Linked DNA regions of Zea mays: regions 2 and 3 are each linked to region 1. The links are chromatin contacts, called in public Hi-C maps. All regions are on one chromosome and are shown on one strand. Each heading gives the region's core, a stretch centred on a gene start, on an enhancer-like site or on the middle of the called end of the contact. The rest is flanking DNA. Distances are from core to core; before and after follow the strand shown.

Region 1 (2,830 bases), core at 127-2,626:
GGGCCGACGCCGCGCAGCCCCGACGGCGAGCCTCCCCGGCACCTTCTCGCGACCCTTCGCCGACGCAGCGGCTGGCCTCGTCTCCCCGACGCAACGACACAACCCTTCCCCGCGGCCGCCGCCGCCTAAGCTCGGCCGCCGCGTCAATCACCATCGTGGCCACGCCGGCTCTCCTGGCCGTCTCGCCAGGCTACGTGCAGCACGGCGGCGTGGTGTCGTACCCGATCGTGCCCGCGGTGACAGAGCGACTGGCGGCCGAGGCGGATGGGACCTTGGTTGGGTTGGTCATATATGCAGTTCAGTTCAGTTCAGTTCAGCTATGTCTCTGCTAGCTGCTGTTACGGTAACAGGCGGCGACGGCGGTTAATTACCTCGTGCGCCGACGGTGAGGGAGCTGTCGTTGTTCCACACAGGGGGCGCTGGAGTTGGTGGTCCAGTACGGGGCGTTGAAGGCGCTCGACGGGCGGTGCTGCACAAGCATGCATGCATATATGAACAGTTGTCCGATCCATCAAGGACGAAACACGAATTGAGACAGCAAACAAGCACAGCGTACCTTGTACGGGTCCATGGCCGCTACGACGTACGTACGCAATGTCGGCCTGCAAGGAGTTCGTGAAGGTGGTGTCGGGCTACGTGCAGCACGGCGGCGTGGTGTCGTACCCGGTCGTGCCCGCGGTGACGGAGCGACTGGCGGTCGAGGCGGAGGCGGTGCGCGTGCGGTGCGGGGCCGGGGCCGTGCACGCGGCGGGCGGCGCGGTGTCGATCCCAGTTATCACAGTATGTCAGTTTAGCTCCGATCCCAAGCTGCCGAACGGAGCGACAGAGAATTATTTCAGCTGAAACCTGGGTTGATCAAGTGAAAGACCCGGAACAAGTGAAAGACTCGGATCAACTAAAACCTGGCCTGAAACTGTTCCTGACCTGGAACTAAAACCTGGCTGCCGAACGAGGCCTTATTGGTTTTTTTGTGCGACGTTGGGGGAGAAGACGTGCAAACGTGTGTAGAGTCGCGACGTCGGACGAAAACTGCTGATATGGGAGAAGAAGCGACACTTCTTTCTTGGTACAACGTAGATTCCTTTCTCGCATTCGCTCGCTGCCCCTGGAACAGGAGAAATTTGCCTGTTCCTATATTTCTCATGTGAAAAATGAACAATACCTACACAATTTCTTCATGGCCATGGGATTAAGTAGATTTTCTGGTTCACGTGACACCGGCATCTTGCTACAGTATTTTATTCTAGAGGGGACGGGATGAATTTGCGTTTTTTGGTTCACCTTTTTTGATTTCTATATTTTTTCTTTAGAATTCCTTCAATCCAAACGGATCTAAACATATTTTCACTCGTCCGATCAGGCGATTCAGAGGACGACATCGCTAGCACGTGGTGTCTGTTCCGGCTAAAATGAAAGGTAGTGGCAAAATTGTGGAAAGCACCAGGGAAGATTTTCCGCGGTGGGGAAATATCAAGAATACCCCTGGCATCCGCAGCCCTAACAAATCAACCCCGCTTCGTCTTCCCCTCCTCCTTCCCTTCTTCCCCTCCCTTCCCGGCCGCCGCGGTGCGCGCCCGCCTCCTTCCGTCCGGAGGCAACTACTCGCTTCTCTCTACTCTCGGGGAAGCCTGAGCTGATTCCTCCTCGTGCTCTCTCGTGGGTAAGTAAATCCTTTTGCGCAACCAGATTTCCGGGGGCTTCGACTGAACTGAGCTCTTGCATCCGGCCCCTTGTTCCCCCCCACCCATGGGTGTTGATTCCCAATCCTCCTTTTCCGATGACAAAGAGCCGTCCTTTTTTTTTGTTCAGTTGGTATAAAGTAATTTCTATTTGGATCCTCGAGTGGGCTTGCGTATTCGCGTAGCATCCTCTGAAATTTACTCCTTTTCGCCGTGCCTACTGCCTAGCAGATTATTTTGTGTTTCCCGTCCCTGCTCTGTTCGCAGTCATGTTGCGATTTGTCCCCATTCTAGGGGATTCTTGAGCAAAATGCCCCCTTTTCTCTATTTCCCCTTTTTTCTCTCCAAATTTCCATCCTGAGTTACTTTGCTTTTATACTAGTTATATTATCATTTCAGTCCTTCTCCTGCTGGAGCTTAGTGGAGTTCCAGCCTTCAGACATTTTTTTTCTTGTGAATATGTCAGTTCAGTCATCAATTCAGTGTTCGTTTGCTCGGAATTCCTTGGCAATTTTTAGAGCTACAAGAGCAACAGTCCATGATAAAGTTTTAGTGAAATTTCAGAGGTTCATGAACAATGCTAGTATGAATCCGTCCGGGTTGAAATCCATGTATTGTGTGACTGTTCTTTTTCTTTTGGTTTTGCAACAATCTTTGCCAACGTTAAGCAGATTTTGTTAAAACCTGAACCGACATACTGCTTCATTGCTGCTGGGCTATATAGCTTTTGCAGTGGTGCCTTCGTCAGACAAATGAACATGAACTATCATCTCCATCATGTGCCCTATTTACCTAGTAATTGTGTGTTTCCTGTTCTATGCCTTTACCAACAAAAAACTTGAGTCCCAGGTTCTCTAATGGGAGATGTTGTATGTTGCTAATGACCTTTAAAATACTTAAAAAAATAGGCACCCTTGACATAGTGAATTTTCACTTCGTCATGAATTACACATGAGAATTTTTGTTGAAAGTAAATTTCCTTTACATTTCTTATGTTTATTATAGTTATACTGACAGCTGAACAACTCAGGAAGCATGGCGGATGGGGGTATTGTGGTAGCCATTTGCCAATATGGTGGAGAATTCACTTCTGGCCCCAATGGTAATTTGACATACAAAGGAGGCGAGGCGCATGCTGTTGATGTTACTCG
Region 2 (2,830 bases), core at 155-2,654, 390 kb after region 1:
ACAATGGATTTGATAGTTCAAAATCTAAGGACGTGTTTAGCATAGCTCTGCTCCACTCTAAAGCAGTTGTAGTCCAAAATTCTGGATAGAGCAGGTCTGCTCCAGAGTTTAGATTACTTTCTCATAACCAGTGATAGTCAGATAGATAACTTTAAACTTAATGTTTATGTTGTTTTTTGGAGTTTTTCGAGTAGCAAAAGAGTTACTCCAAAAATTTATAGTGCAGTTCCAAGAACTTCATTGAGTTTATAACTCAGAAGCTAGGGTGTTTTGGATCAACTCCTCTTTGAATTTCGCTCTAGACCCATGTCAAACATGTCATGGCTTCTAAATGGACGTCCTTTACGGAGTTGGTACGGTATGTAGTCTAGACGCGGATATCCATTGCACATGACCCAACCGCATCGGATTCGTTTGGGTACAAAAACCCAGGTATCCAAAATATCTCTCCCCTGGCGGCGCGGCGGTGGAGGCATCTCCAGCTTGCTCGACCCTGGCTGCCGCTGCTTGTAGGCTGCGCATCCGGCACGTGTTACTCCTCCGTGGTTCTTCAAGATCCAGAAGGCTCACCTGGGCTTCGTCACCACCGTTTAGGCCCACCTGCACTCATCCTCTGCTCCAAGATCCAGAAGGAACTCTGCGAGGGCCTCTTTCGACGGCAGGCGTAGAAGATCCCGGTGGCTCTGGTGCGTTTCTCCTTTCGCTACTTCAGAAGCCGTGATTCTTTGATAATCAGTCAACACGTACGCAATCCTTGATAATCAACATGCACGGAAACTGTGCCTATATATTTTTTAAAATTGTATTGTTCAGTTTTTGACAGATTCAGGCCTTTACTGTCCTCCTTGTTTATTTTTTCTTGTGTTACCACAACCGAGTATCCCTTCTGTTTTTCAGGTTTCATATTTGCTCGGTCCTGAGGAGAGGTCTGCACTGTTTATCAGGAAAACTTGAGCTTCTGTTTGGATCTATGTGTCAGGTGCCGTTTCAAGATCTCAACCCAGCCAGTGGTTTAGTGAAGTTCGAAACAAATAGAATGTGTAGATGTAGATAAGGTGGCTAAAGTTGTCCAAACATAAAAACACCCGATTCGGAAGTCTTAGCGAAGTATATAGTACGCTACTGCGTGGGGGGGATGTGGACATGTGGTGGTTGCTTTGCTTCACCTTGACGGCTTGACCCATGAGCCATGATCAATTCAGCAAAGAAACACGGTTTCCGTTATGCGAAAAGGCGGGAGGGGGAAGTCGACCCATCTGCGGAAGCACGTACCTAAAATCCAGAAGCCCGCCGCACGCTCTCCGGTTCCTTGCTCCCTTTACGTACGTCGTTTCAGAGCAGGCTCTCAACCTTCATCCCGAAGGTTTGCAATGGAGAGGAGAGGAGAGGTGGGAGAGAGGAAGAGAAACATTTGCAATGAAGAGGAGACAAGAGATGTCAGAGAGAGGACCAAGGGACATACCCAGCGGCCTTGCCGGGGCGGGCCCAGGGCTGAAGTTATTGCTTCACGGATCGTCCTGCGCTGAATCAGTTACAGTGCACTACTATTCTCTACAGAAACAATCCCCACGGACTAGGACGGTCTCCAACAACGTTTTCTATGTTTATCCCTACTTTACATTCTTCTATAAAAGATTTTTCATCCTCTATATCTCCTTTCTCTCCAACAACGTCATAAATCACATACTCTATAAGCAAATACTTATATTAGAGACATTTTTTTACATACGTATTTGTCATATTCTCAAATGTATTATACATATTTTAGTTTTGTTAAACCAGTTGTTTAAAGTATTCAAATGCAAAAACAACTGTTTAGAGAAACTTTATATATAGAAAGTGTTCAGTAGCGTTCTCTAAATTTAGAGGATCATTTAGATAACGCTGCTTGAGGAAGTAGAGGACGATCTCATCCTCTAAATTTAGAATATAGGACTCTTTATAGATCATTGTTGGAGCTCGTCTAAAACTGAGCCGACGACGCCAGATTGTTATTATAATCTAACTCGCTAGTTTCTTGGCCAACGGTTTATTATTAAATATTAATCTAATCGGCTTTCACGTGTCGCCGGTAGGTGAACATGAACGTATAAGTAACGGCAAGCCCTATCACTATTAGGGTCCGTTTTTTAGCTACGAGCTGTGTAAAAGCTACTTTGAGCTGCCTGCTGTGAAAAAACAGAAAGTTGTTTAGTTTAAATGGTTATGAGTTGTCTACTGTAAACAAACTATATATTGTTTATATGCCTCTATTTAACTATATATTATAATCAATATATCAAATTTAAAAACCGATTTCGCATTTATGTTCCCGTTATTTTTACAAATAAATCAATTTTTAGTTCCATTTATAATATTTTTTTAATTAAAAATATTTTTATTTCATTCATCATAACACTTAATTTTTTAAATCTTATTTTAGTTTCAATTTAGTGTGTCTGTTTATTAATATAACGGATAAGCAGCAAAAAGCAGGGTACAAGCTTCTTTTAAATTTGTATTATAGAAAAGCTGCTTTTTCAAAGTAGTTGCAGAAAAAACTAGACCACTTTGGTTCAGCTTTCAAATCAGAAGCAGGTTTGAAAAGCAGAACCAAATACACCCTCAATATTTAGGTGTATTTCACATCCGATACTGTCGCACCCCAAGAAAATCACTATTTTGGGTCATAAATAAATAGGAAATACTAAGTAAAATAAAGTTAACGAGACTTAGCAGTTGCATTAATTTTATTGGTGAAAAATAAATTAGTAAAGATTGAAACATTTCTCTTTTCTCTGTTCGTTGGACTGTTTTATGTTGGTCCATTCTTTCTCCTCAGTGGGTCTAG
Region 3 (2,830 bases), core at 206-2,705, 310 kb after region 1:
TCAGCTCCTCGACCTGGGAGACCGTGCAGAGCCGCCATGGGCTTGCCGTCGCTCCTTTCTCGCCGGAGGATGGCGCTACAATGGCAGCCTTGTCAAGGAACCTGGATCAAAGAATCTCAAGATGTGTACGTATTTGGAGGGGGTATCCTGACGTATTTGGAATTGGATTGGATGATGTACGAATACCTGAATTGACTCGTATGCTGCATCGTGGAATCATTTCCTTCCGTCGTTCCGGGAGGCGCCTGATGCAGCAGGGCCGAGCTGTCGTCAGGCTCAGGCAGCACCAAACGGTAGTTCCTGACAGCAGCAACCACCACCTGCGAGGCTCTTGTCAGAGGGCTCCCTCCCACTCTCTGGTACCTGTAAACCTTCCTACCGGCGACGAACAGCACGAGTCCCGACAGCATGAGCAGGGTCGGGATCGCGAACCCGACTCCCCACCCAACGTTGTCCTGCACCCAGACGACCACCGTCGCGGACAGCAGGGAGCCGATGTTGATGGAGAAGTAGTACCAGTTGAAGAAGGAGCCCTTGGCCCGCCGCTCCACGGGGTCAGACGCGTCGAACTGGTCGGCACCGAGCGCGCAGACGCACGGCTTGATTCCGCCGGTGCCGAGAGCGGCGAGGTAGAGGCCCAGGTACGCGAAGAGGCGGTGGGCGCTACGGCTGTAGGACGCGCCCATGAGCAGCGGGAGAAGAGCTGAAGCAGTCAGGACCGTCATCCCCGTGACGTACACGGAGAGGAAGGCCAGTATCGTCCAGTATCGCCCCCAGAATGTGTCGGCCAAGAACGCGCCGACGAGCGGCGTGAAGAACGAGGTCCCGATCCAGGTGGACACAGTCGTCGCGGCGTCCACGTTGCTCTCGTGCAGAACGCCCGTGAGGTACGTCACCAGGTTCTTCGAGATCGCGAAGAAGGCCACACATTCAGCAAACTCGGCACCTAAGATGAAGAAGCATGCTTTCCACTTCCCAGTTCTCTGCTTCCGAGCAGGCTGATTGCGAAGATCAACCGTCCCGTCGCTAGTGAATTCGGAAGTACTTTCATCCTGAACGGAAAGAGGTCTGTTATGCAAAAATTATATTCTACATCCTGGCTTCGCGTAGGATTGATAGCTATAGCTAGAGGAACAGGAACAACAACAAGTATCTTGACAGGAACTATGTCGCACTTGCTATGTGGCAAAGGAGATGGATCACCTGGAGTAGTGGCAGGCGATGGATGATCAGCGGTCTCTCATCGCCGTCTTGGGCATCCATGGGATCGATCAGGGTAGAATCAGGGATGCCGCCGTCCAACTAGAGCAGATCGATACCCCACCGCTGGTGGCCAAACAATGGCATAAGAACAAACGAAAAGAAGGATCATAATTAAATCAGTGCACAAAGAGGATGGATATAATCTCTCTTTTTGTAGATGAGTATTGGCAGGGAGAGATAGAGTCGGAGAGGGAGAGACCTGATCCTGATGGAAGAGGGGATGGACGGAGAGCTAACGAGGGGGTCACTGTGTTTAACAGCCGCGTGCACGAGGACGAGCGGTAGCCGGATACCCTACGCCCCTACCTGTTGAAGCGGAGCTTTCAGTCCCATCGCAGCACTGACTCAACTGATAACTTATACTAACTCTACACTAAAATAAAATTCGTATAACTTGTACTACCTCTGTACTAAAATAAAAATTGTTCTTTATTAGATTTATACAATACTCAGTGTATCTCTAAAAACCTTTCTAAAATATATTCCCTAAATCAAGAGCCATTTTAGTAAAGATGGCTTTTTATATCTTTGTATCCTTCAACAGTTTTTCTATATATTGCGTGTAGTCTAGAGAGCTATCCTCGTTCTTCATATTTGGCTAGCGAGATATCCGAAATAGAGGGTGTTTATGTTTGCATATCCAATTAAAAAGGCTGTTGGATGCTATTTTTCCGTTAAAATCTCTAGTTGAATATGAATATATAAATTAAGAGCTATATACATGTCTATATTTATCATCATCATCATCTAGTTCAATATAAATATAAAAATTAAGAGCTAAAACAAATACTATTTTGAAGTATTATAAACGCTTACAGCTATTTAGTACAATTTTGTATGACTATAAAGACAAACAATTTGTTGGTACATATGCTGACCTTTTGTTATCAAATTGGCGCGGAAAATAGAGGTACCTGTCCAAGCTAGGGAGGTTACTTTTTTGATTTAAATGAGGGCTAACACTTATAAAACCAAAATAGTACCATTGCATAAACTCCATAAATCTCCAGTTGTGTCGTAAACGCATATGTCTTTTCATATAAATTCTGGAAAATACATAAAAGTTTTATATAAGATAACTCCATGAATCAATTTGTTATTCAAGGATTGAGTACTAACATCACATTTTGATGAAACCAAGAGCAACAATCAAGTTTTTTTCTTCTTTCTTTTGGCCATTTTTTAGATACTAGAACAGATTAGAATAAATCGCCCAACGTAAACGTGCTCAGGAGAAAATAAATGGGAGAGAAGTAGCGTCCAAAAGCATCAAACGAGATGACCCCGCACTTGATCTACAGAGATTCGCCAACGAAGATTGCAGTGTCAGTTATCACTACAACTGCACAGATAGGACGTCGCACCAGTCACCGGAAATATGATTGATTGATTAGTGTACCAAGACGGCAAAAGAGTTGTCTATGACCACCTCCTCCTTTCCTTTTGTCCGGCGGTATCAGTGCGGTCTCCTCCGCGTGTTGTCGTCTCTACCATCTTGTCCTCTAACCTACGAGTTACAAGTTCTTCTAAACCCATCCAAGATAAAAAAAAATGAGAAAAAATAAAA

What was found. Hi-C and Micro-C count contacts between places; a contact is called where the count stands out from the background.
Region 2: a contact with region 1 is called in a Hi-C map of bundle sheath, with 4 times the contacts expected there. The contact joins the promoter of LOC100191452 here to the promoter of LOC103637791 in region 1. A contact is called at or near these places in 3 of 25 Hi-C or Micro-C datasets (bundle sheath, ear and tassel).
Region 3: a contact with region 1 is called in a Hi-C map of leaf, with 7 times the contacts expected there. The contact joins the promoter of LOC778429 here to the promoter of LOC103637791 in region 1. A contact is called at or near these places in 2 of 25 Hi-C or Micro-C datasets (ear and leaf).

What each region holds. Positions count from the first base shown.
Region 1 is chr1:113,965,362-113,968,191 of Zm-B73-REFERENCE-NAM-5.0, forward strand. It overlaps LOC103637791, which reads left to right and starts at 1,377. Exons shown (of 7, transcript XM_035964075.1): 1 at 1,377-1,660; 2 at 2,710-2,830. The coding sequence starts at 2,715.
Region 2 is chr1:114,358,370-114,361,199 of Zm-B73-REFERENCE-NAM-5.0, forward strand. LOC100191452 reads right to left here and starts at 1,405. Exons shown (of 6, transcript NM_001136885.1): 1 at 1,273-1,405. It overlaps LOC100381897 (a long non-coding RNA gene), which reads left to right and starts at 438. Exons shown (of 2, transcript NR_135510.1): 1 at 438-686; 2 at 898-1,796.
Region 3 is chr1:114,277,349-114,280,178 of Zm-B73-REFERENCE-NAM-5.0, forward strand. It overlaps LOC778429 (low affinity nitrate transporter), which reads right to left and starts at 1,456. Exons shown (of 3, transcript NM_001112455.2): 1 at 1,204-1,456; 2 at 187-1,052; 3 at 1-101. The coding sequence starts at 1,263.